2 separate regions of the Podarcis muralis genome follow, and region 1 is linked to region 2. The links are chromatin contacts, called in public Hi-C maps. All regions are on one chromosome and are shown on one strand. The core of a region is the stretch at or near the end of the contact, and the rest is flanking DNA. Distances in the headings are between cores, read along the strand shown. Region 1 holds the start of AK3 (adenylate kinase 3). Region 2 holds the start of RIC1 (RIC1 partner of RAB6A GEF complex).

What was found. Hi-C and Micro-C count contacts between places; a contact is called where the count stands out from the background.
Region 1: a Hi-C map of tail shows a contact between it and region 2, with 2.8 times the contacts expected there. The contact joins the promoter of AK3 here to the promoter of RIC1 in region 2. A contact is called at or near these places in 2 of 3 Hi-C or Micro-C datasets (blood and tail).

Annotation. Positions count from the first base shown.
Region 1 is chr17:22,229,352-22,234,489 of rPodMur119.hap1.1, forward strand. It overlaps AK3 (adenylate kinase 3), which reads left to right and starts at 3,109. Exons shown (of 5, transcript XM_028711934.2): 1 at 3,109-3,342. The coding sequence starts at 3,189.
Region 2 is chr17:22,012,946-22,017,907 of rPodMur119.hap1.1, forward strand. It overlaps RIC1 (RIC1 partner of RAB6A GEF complex), which reads right to left and starts at 1,935. Exons shown (of 26, transcript XM_028713043.2): 1 at 1,376-1,935. The coding sequence starts at 1,516.

The DNA of each region.
Region 1 (5,138 bases), core at 1,859-4,358, 220 kb after region 2:
GGTATAGCATCTCTCTCTCTCCCTCTCCTCCTGAAACTGCTGGAGACAAGTGAGGTGAAACTTCCCCCTCCTTCTCCTCTTTGGAGATAAGCTGATCAGACTGAGTGCACACTTCCCTGTCTTCCTGTTCCAACCATTCCCTGACATCCTAGATGTTTCATGTCATGTAGGCTGCTATCATACACCCACCCCTAGGAGTTTAAAGTGATGGACCTTAGTTCTTCTAAGCCAGGCATGGTCAAACTTGGCCCTCCAGCTATTTTGGGACTACAACTCCCACCACCCCTAGCTAACAGGACCAGTGGTCAGGGATGATGGGAATTGTAGTCCCAAAACAGCTGGAGGGCCAAGTTTGGCCATGCCTGTTCTAAGCAGATGTATATAGGACTTGCCACTTCATCATTTGAATCTTATAGTTTCTAACCTGATTCTTTGACTTGTCTATTTGCCATCAGATATGACCCACAGAACTATGGCAGCTGAGTGAGACTTTGCTGGCTGAAATTGTTTTGGGTTGAATCCAGCGTTGTCTGCATGCGAGTGGAACGGACTTCTGCTTACTTAACAGAATCTCCCCTTCGCCAAACTTCTGGAGCAGATGTTTGGGGGGAGAGAGGAAGTGGCACAGTTGTGCAAGTGGAAGTCGGCTCACACACCGTTGGGATCTAACCTTCATCAACTGCAATCTTCAACTCCAAACCACTGAAATCCATGAGAAATCAGCCATGGATTTTCAGACAACTAAAGTGCATTAAGAGAGTGCTATATTCAATAATACGTCACTTATATGGTCTATTTGAAAGTCAGATGATTATGAATTCTTTGGACACTACACTCAGATGCCCTTGGTCTTTGTGTCCCTGAGGAAAACCTAGCTATAGTTTTAAAACCACATTTTGTGTTGTTTTTGATGGTTGTCTAGCTTTGTGTTCTGTGTGCTGCTCTGTCAGTTGTTTTCTCTTAAAAAGCAGATCATAACCTTCTTCAGATCCCTTCCATCTGCAGATATTCTTCATAAAATAAGTTACTGCAGTTTGTGGGTCACCTCTTCCTTTAGACACACACACACACACACACACACACACACACACACACTTTCTCTTGCTTTCGATGCTGCTCTCTGTTCTCTCCTGGCAAAAAGCAAGCCTGGCTAGTCCAAAATGCCCAGCCTTAGATGGACATGGCATTTCAGCAATGTTCCTCATACATACTTTGAAGGGCATGTGGACGCATGTAAAACAAAAATAAAATGACTTCAGGCTCAGCCCATAGGTCTGCTTATCCTCACTGCTGCACATTTTACACGGCTGAGGGAAATTAGCAGACAAAGTGCAAGAGGTCTATTTCCAGCATATTAGAATTTAGTTAAGGAGTACCTAGGGCGTTTGGATAAGGAGAGTCAAATCTCAAGGCTTAATCAGATGACATCAAGGAAAATCAACCTTGTGCTTCGTTGGCAAGCTCCTTCTCTCTCCAAGGCAGAATTCCCCACCATGCCAGATTACCAGTTGAGTTCAACATCAATGACTGGTTGAGCATTTAGCAATGCACTCTCCCACGTTTCTTCAAAAGAAATGCAACTTTCCTATGGCGTCAAGCGTTGCTTTCCAGCTGGGCTTTGTGATAGGAATTTTATGGTCTTAGATATATGGTAATGTTCATAACTGCACATACATAGATCAACACAGGAAGGCCAACCTGGAACCATTTTGATTCCTAAACTGACCAAATCCTTTCTCTGCAAGGTTAAACTGGAAAAGCCTCCCCATTGTCTCTTTCCTCACAAATCCTGTCTCAAGGATATGTCTGTTTGAATAAGGTGTGAGGCTGTGACCTGGCCCAGGAAATAAGTATTTTACCACTACAAAAGAATGGCCAGGCTCCCCGGGAAATCCAATCAAGTAACTTGCCAGACAGGAGATAAAACTGTGACAAGGGAAAAACAACATTTAAATTTCTGTGATGTAGGTGGGATGTATCGGAGGGGTGGTCTTAGGATACACCCCTTCTGTGATGTATGCATAATGTTTCTGGGGGTGGTCTTGATCTAGAGAATGGGAATTTCAAAAGTCTTTATAAGGTCTTGCACACCATCTTTCTGGGTCCTCCTCCTCTCCTGCATGTGAGGGAGTACCCTGTTGCAACAGATCAATAAAGATCAAGCTTACTAGCTGCTTTGCTTCTCAATATTCTCTGGTTGGCCTCTGTTATTTTCTCCTACCAATAGGGAACCTATGTAAGGACTCTATATGGGCTCTTGGATACCCCATAAGGGAAAAGGGCATATATTTTTATTTACAACAGCTTCAATACCTTTGAGAGCCATCTGGACTGCCTGGATGAAAAGGAGTGGTGGGAGCCACCAACTGGGGAACGCCCAAGGGAACCCCCCAGGCGAGAAGGCTCAGAGCCAGGGGGTTTCCTCAGTGGCACAAAACATTTGCTAAAAGAAAGGAGGCAGAGCAGTCTATTGTCAACAGTCTATCGAGTGTTGTGCTGCAATACCACAGTATGTATTGGCAAGTTATCATTTGGGAATCTTTGCCTCAATCCACCCCCCCCCCCCATCTTGCAGTTGGTGGGGAGAGAAACTTAATCCTTTGCGATCCTAAAAACACACATTCCCAAAGGATGAAGAGAGAGATATAAGACCCCACTGGCTCAAGCCAAAGGCCTAGCTAGTGGAACATTTTGTCATAGTGGCCAACCCGATGTCTAGAGGACATGAGCAGGACATGAACGCAATAGCAGAGGCTGGATGGCCGCCTGCCTCGCACGATCCCGTGGAGATCCCCGCATTGCAGGGGGTTGGACTAGATGACCCCGGGGGTGCCCACGATTCTTCGGTTCCTCTTTTCGATCCTTCTGGTAAGTCCTTTCTCTGCGCGAGAGAGAGACTGGCACACACAAGAGAGAGAGAGAGAGGGAAAGGGTTTTTTTGGTGCGGTTGTGATTATTATTATTTTTTGCTCTTTCAAGGCAAGCGGAAAGCCAACTGCAGCCGAGAGGAGAGGCACGAGGTGGCGGAGTGCGCCCCTCCCCGCAGCCCTCCTCTTCCGACAGGCGAGGCCGGCCTCCGGGGCGGGAGCAGCGGGAGGAGCCGCCCCTCCGGCGGAGGCAGGAAAGGCGTCGCTGGCTGGGCAGCCGGAGGAGCCTCGGGGAGCGAGCGCAGCGCGCTTGGCTGGGCGATGGCGGCGCGGCGGGCGCTGCTGCTGCGCGCCTTGATCATGGGCCCGCCGGGCTCCGGCAAAGGCACCGTGTCGGCGCGCATCGTCCAGCACTTCGCGCTCAAGCATCTCTCCAGCGGGGACATCCTGCGCGACAACATGAACCGCAAGAGCGGTAGGCAAGGAGCAAATCCTAGGTGCCAACTGCCCGGGGCCCTGCGTGCCCAGCACCCACGAAAGCCCCCACGAATGGCACGGGTGCGCATTGGTGCCGGGGCCATGCACGCTGCAGGGCACCCACGGCCTCAGGCTCCCACGGTCGCGGGTACCCAGGGTCGCGGTGCCAAGCTGGTACTCTTGGTGCAAATCATGCCCGGGTGAACCTCACCCCACCCCCCGCGCGCGCGCCTTTTCGCCGGGACTGCAGACCTCGGGCATCCAAGGGGCCGTTGCAAAATTAGGAGTGAATGTTGTCCTTTCCCCCCAAAGCAAGGAAGGCTCCTCCAATGTCAAACATAGAGGGAGCTTATTGTATATAGTGTTTACTTAATTGAAGTAAAATTGGTTTTATATGGGTGTTTTAACTTGGAACCGTTTAAATTGTTTGTTTATGGATAAATTTTGATGTATTGTTTTAGATATGGGCCAATGGCCGTAATAAATCAAATCAATCAATCAATCCTCCAATGTCAAATTTGTCGCTGGCAAACAGACTCCCCACCCTCCCGCTGCCTTTTTGCCCCCCTGGCATATTGCTGGGATGCGCCTTTGCAAACTCCGGGAGGAAGAGAAGAAGAATTGGTCGCTTTCTCTCCCCTCCCCCTCTTTCTTTTTTGGCTGCGTTTATCACCCTTCTGGCAGGCAGAAATTCGGCAGGTGGGGAGGATTTCCTTTCAATGTTGTTGTTGGGGTGTTTGCCCTTACTGAGAGCTTCCATTTGTACGTTTCCCAGCACAATTCAAAGTGTTGGTGCTGACCTTGAAAGCCCTAAACGGCCTCGGTCCTGTAAACCTGAAGGAGCGTCTCCACCTCCATCGTTCAGCCCGGGCACTGAGGTCCAGCGCTGGCGGTTCCCTCATTGCGAGAAGTGAGGTTACAGGGAACCAGGCAGACGGCCTTCTCTGTGGTGGCACCCCCCTGTAGAACGCCCTCCCAGCAGATGTCAAGGAAATAAGCAACTGTCTTATTTTTAAAAGACATCTGAAGGCAGCCTTGTTTAGGGAAGTTTTTAATATTGAATGCTCTATTGTTTTTAACACTCGATTGGGAGCCGCCCAGAGTGGCTGGGGAAACCCAGCCAGATGGGCGGGGTATAAATAATACATCATCATCATCATCATCGTTGTTGTTGTTGTGGTCGTTATTATTATTATGGATTGCTTTGAAGCCATTTCTGTGCCAGGTAACGGTCATTTTAGCCCAACAATTCCCCTCCACCCCACCTGCCCTTTATTTTGCCAGAACTGCTATGTATATTTTGCCCAACCCAAAGGTGGCGGCTACCCTCACTCCATCCTACTAGCAGCTATGGTAGGAAGAGGGGCAAGAGATGTGCATTGCAGTGGGTTGGACTAGATGACCCTTGGCTTCCCTCCCAACTCTGCAACTCTGATTCTGGGTTTGTTGGTGTCGGTGGCCGTGCTCGGGTCTTTTGACTCATGGGTGCACAAGCACCACTATGGAGAAAACAGACACATAGGCAACCTTGTGGCACAGGTGGAAAAATTGAATTGTGTTCCCCTGGAGGCCCAGGGCTTTGGCATAGTGCGATCTCTCCTGCCAGGCTCTCCAATGCCTCCTTGCAAACTGCTTGCTTGGCCCAATAGGGAGTGCTGGATTTATGTATAAACTAAACAAGCTATAGCTTAGGGCCCTACTCTCTTTTCTGTTGTTTAGTCGTCTTAGTCGTGTTCGACTCTCCGTGACCAAATGAACCAGAGCATGTCTTGGAAACTCTCACTTTCTTCTCAA
Region 2 (4,962 bases), core at 685-3,184:
GCAACTAATTAATCTACAAGAGAACCAGACAATCAAAACTGTGTGGCACTGCCCCTATAAATAAGCATCATTCAAACCCAACTTTCTCATCTTTTTAGAGTTATTTATGTCAGTAACGAGCCTCTGGAAATCAATCAATCTGAAGGCTGCAGGCAAGAAGAACTATTGGGAGGCATCCCTGAATTTAGAGGACCCTGCCCTATCATTCAAAAGACCGTACAACACAATGATACTATGTATTTGCCTTAAGTCTTGCTGGCATTCCCTTTACTAAGGCAAGTTAACATGAAACAACTGTGAAGTAGGCCAATCATTTCCAAATTTGCTGTCAAAGAACAGAGGCTCTAACCGAAGTCACACATTGAAAAATTTTGAAGTCAGGCTTTAAAGCTTAGGGTCAAACCCATTAAAACAACAGCCCTCTGATCTCATTGAGCTCAGTCAAACCAGTGTTCAAAATTTGCCAGGCACATTTTGCACCTAGCTATCGACCACTTGCGACTAAGTGAGGATGACGCCTGACATCACCATCTGGAGGTGCATGCTTGGGGATTCTTGGATCTGGACTGTTTCCACACACTAATACCCCATCCTGTAGAAGTCTATCAGTTATATTTCATATGCACCCTCCCTGTGGAAACGCCCTCCCATCCCATGTCAAGGAGATAAAGAACTACACAACTTTTAAAAGACACCTGAAGGCAGCCCTGGATCGGGAAGTTTTCAATGTTAGACGTTTTACAATGGGGGGTGGGGTGGACTGGGTGCCACAGGGGAATGCTGGGTGCCACGAAGGGGGGCCTGCAGGGCATTGGAGCTGCATGGGAATTGGTAGGTCAGGCTTCCTCAAACTCGGCCCTCCAGATGTTTTGAGACTACAATTCCCATCATCCCTGACCACTGCTCCTGCTAGCTTGGGGTCATGGGAGTTGTAGGCCAAAAACATTTGGAGGGCTGAGTTTGAGGAAGCCTGTGGTAGGCGGTCCTAGGCATCTCCTAAAAAGAGCTTGACCACTTTGAAGCATCTCCAATAATAATGATAATAATAATTAATAAATATTATTTATACCCCACCCATCTGGCTGGGTTTCCCCAGACACTCTGGGCGGCTCCCAACAGAATATTAAAAACACGATAAAACATCAAACATCAAAAACTTCCCTAAACAGGGCTGCCTTCAAAAAATCAGACAGTTGTTTATCTTATTTAAACCTCCAACCCCAGGCGCCGGCGGGGGTTGCTACGCCGCTGCGTTTTGTTATGTTTTTATATTCTGCTGGAAGCCGCCCAGATAATAATAATAATAATAATTAATAATAATAATAAATAATAATAGAAGCGGGCGACGGCCCAGCGAGGGTCTCCTCCTACTCACCCTGTTGTACCAGATGCCGAGCTGGGAGCGGGACAAGACGGCGAACAGAGTCCGCTGCGGGTCGGCCTGGATGCGGAGCGGGGGCTCCCTGGCCTCGGCGGGGCACAGTAGCCTCTTCGGCCACCCGCTCAGGAAATACATGGCTGGCGAGCAGGCAGGCAGGCAGGAGGCCGCCTGTCCCGGCGAGGCACTAGCAGGCCGGAGCCAGGGGCTTTCCCCTCATGGGCCTCCTCGGGCGAGGGAGACTCTGCCCCGCGCGGCCTGCGGAGGGTCCGCGGAGGAGGAGCCGCGCATAATCCCCGCCTGAGGGGCGCTGGGAAGAGACTGAGGGGGGCGGCTCGGAAGAAGGGGCTCCCTCCTCTCCGCTGGGCCGGGTCGCGGGGAAAGGGCCGTTACAGCTCAGGACGGAGCCCTCGCGGCGTCGCCTCAGCCTCCCCCCGGGAGCCCTCGCTCGCTCTCCCCGCCAAGGCTCCCTCCGCCGGCGCCGCCATCTCTTCTCCTCAGCCGCGTCAAGGCGTCTGGTCGCCGAAATATGCCGGCGGGTGGGCGGGAGGGAGGGAGAAGAGGCGCACGCGCACAAGCGTCGGCAGCCCTCCGTCGGAACGACTCGGCAACCCCGCTGGGGATAGGAGAGGGCGGGCGGGCGCGGGGGGGGGGGAGGGGAAAGCGGAGACACACTAAAGGCGTCGCTATTGGTTCAGGCGCCGGTGAAGGGGAGGAGCCGGAAGTGGCGTCGTCGGAGCAATCGCGAGGCGGCCATAGAGAGAGAGCGAGAGAGCGCCGCTCGAAGGCTGGGGCTGGAACGCGCGCGCCCCCTGGCTTCCTGTTCTGAGCGGTGGAGGAAACGCGACGTGTCTCTGCCCGGAGCGGCTGAGCGGGCAGGCGGAGGGTCGCTGGTGGTGGGTTCATAAAGGAAGGTCGATAGCTGGATTCGGTTCATGTAATTCCTTTTCTTTTTTTCGAATAAATTTTTATCATGGCCTCCAATATTTTCCCCATTAAAATAGGGACGTCCTATTTAATAATAATAATAATAATAATAATAATAATAATAATAATAATAATAATAATTTATTTATATGCAACCCATTAAACATTAAATAACTTCCCTATACTGGGCTGCCTTCAGATGTCTTCTAAACGTTATATAGTTACTTCTTTCCTTGGCTCGCGGGTTGCATAACTCCATACCCTCCAACATTTGTTTGATGAAAATAGGAAAAGCAAGACATTCCGGGTATCATAGCAGAAACCGGGATGGCTTCTGTAAATCCGGGACTATCCCTGGAAAATAGGAACACTTAGAGGGTCTGTTTTATTAGGAATACAAAAATTAATATCTTTCCCTTATTTTTTGCCCAAATTAAGACTTTGATCTAAATGCAATAGAAACACAAAGAGAAAGGAATAAATAAAGATAGAAGTAAAGAAAAAGAAATAGGGAAGAGGTTAAAAGAAAGAGAGAAATGAAATTCAGAAAATAAGGGACTTCCGATTCTTCGTCCGTCTGCTATATATTGTCCGCTATATATTCATTTCATCCACTCCAGTATAACACCCAACAAAACCACATTCTGTAAACAAATAGGTTCTTCCTTTTCTGAGCTCTGATCTCCGTTGTTGCACCGATCTCAGATGGTTAGATACACACGGGCTGTGCAGGTTCATGTGAAATAGCTGAATACATGCAATTTTGAAACTCCTTGCTAAGTCTTGATACCGCAGAAGTTTCTATAGCATTGAATTGGGCACCTGCAGTTTCCTTTTTCCCAATCAGTTTAATTAAAAGTTTTCAGATTTAAAAAACCTAGCCACACAGATCTAATATGAACAAACAATACAAAGAGAAAATGGAGGCAATAAAAGGAAAATGAAAGAAGAAGAACGGAAATTGTGTGTGTGTGTGGACCAGTGGATTCCCAACATGTACACTCAGGACTCTGTAAACACTTCTCCCTCCCAAACAAACCATTGACGGTCATTTTCTTAAGGGAAATCAATTTCATTCTTGATTGAGAACTAGAAATGAATTTGAAACACTAATACGTGCTTAAGAGCAGCTGTAGCCCTGTTGTTTGCTTTTAGCTTGAGGAACATTTTTTAAAACTCCCTTGCAGTCTGAAGTCCATCTCACACTTGAACTCTGATCTCCTTTAATGGAAATATGATTGCTCATTTATTAGTTAATTGGTTCTATAAAGAAAATTCTTAACAACTAGTCAAATACAGGTACCCGCAGAAGCATAATAGGTTTGACAATATCTGCATCTAAATACATTTTTTCATGTTAGAAATTAAACTTTTGTGGGTTCATGTGTTTTGTAGTAAAGGGTAAAGGGACCCCTGACCATTAGGTCCAGTCATGGATGACTCTGGGGTTGTGGCTCTCATCTCGCTTTATTGGCCGAGGGAGCCGCGTACAGCTTCTGGGTCATGTGGCGAACCAGAGCAGCGCACGGAAACGCTGTTTACCTTCCCGCTGGAGCAGTACCTATTTATCTACTTGCACTTCGTGCTTTCGAACTGCTAGGTAGACAGGAGCAGGGACCGAGCAACGGGAGCGCACCCCGTTGCAGGGATTCGAACCGCCAACCTACTGATCGGCAAGTCCTAGGCTCTGTGATTTAACCCACAGCGCCACCCGTGTCCCTGTGTTTTGTATTATGCTTATGTAAACCTTGTGTTTGATAAACACAATTAATGTGTTCACATCAATTCAAACAGAAATGAAAAGAAAAAGCAATCCATATATTTCTTTAAAATAACAAACAAAGATGAATAGAGCAAGAGCAAAGTCTGTATATACTAACCAGGTTCAACTGGTGCATTTGCATCAAAACAGCCCAAGGCATAAATATTTACTAAAGAAACAGCATTATCAAGTGCCTAAAGGTAGTTTCCAATGCTTGTCAATACAAATTTCCCATTTATTGAAGTTATAAAATGTGGCCACTAGAATCATAGAATCATAGAGTTGGAATAGACCACAAGGGCCATCGAGTCCAACCCCCTGCCAAGCAGGAAATCTGCCTCTTGCAAAAAGCTTACGAAGAAAGAAATATTCCCACTGCTACAGTTGGTAAAACTGAAAGCTTAGATTGCCAAACCAGTCACTAAAGCGAGTGTTGGCCAATTAGACATGAACAGGTTGCAAAACACTAAGCCTCCATTGTATTAGCATTCGGAAAACCTTGTCGTTGTCAAAGCCAAGTTCAGAAAGACACAATTTATGGAAAGAAACATGGCTTTCACATCATACTTTCTATTTTAAACAGGAGATATCACACACTGAAGACTGGAAGCCAATGGTTGTCACTTCTGAACCCTGATGTTGGTTGCGGTTTCTGAAGAACACTGGCAAATGCTCACCATGAGCAGAAAACTTGACTGCCTGTTTAGAAACATGCAAAACAGAAATACTTGGGAGTTGAGAAAATGAGATTTTGTCACATTCCACAAATTTGCACGCGTGGCTGAAAAATGCACAAAAGTAAATGAGCGCCCAACCGTTGCAGTTAGTGGGACTGTATCCATTTGGCAAATTCATTCAACAAAATCATTTGCATCCTCAGAAACAGAAAACTTGT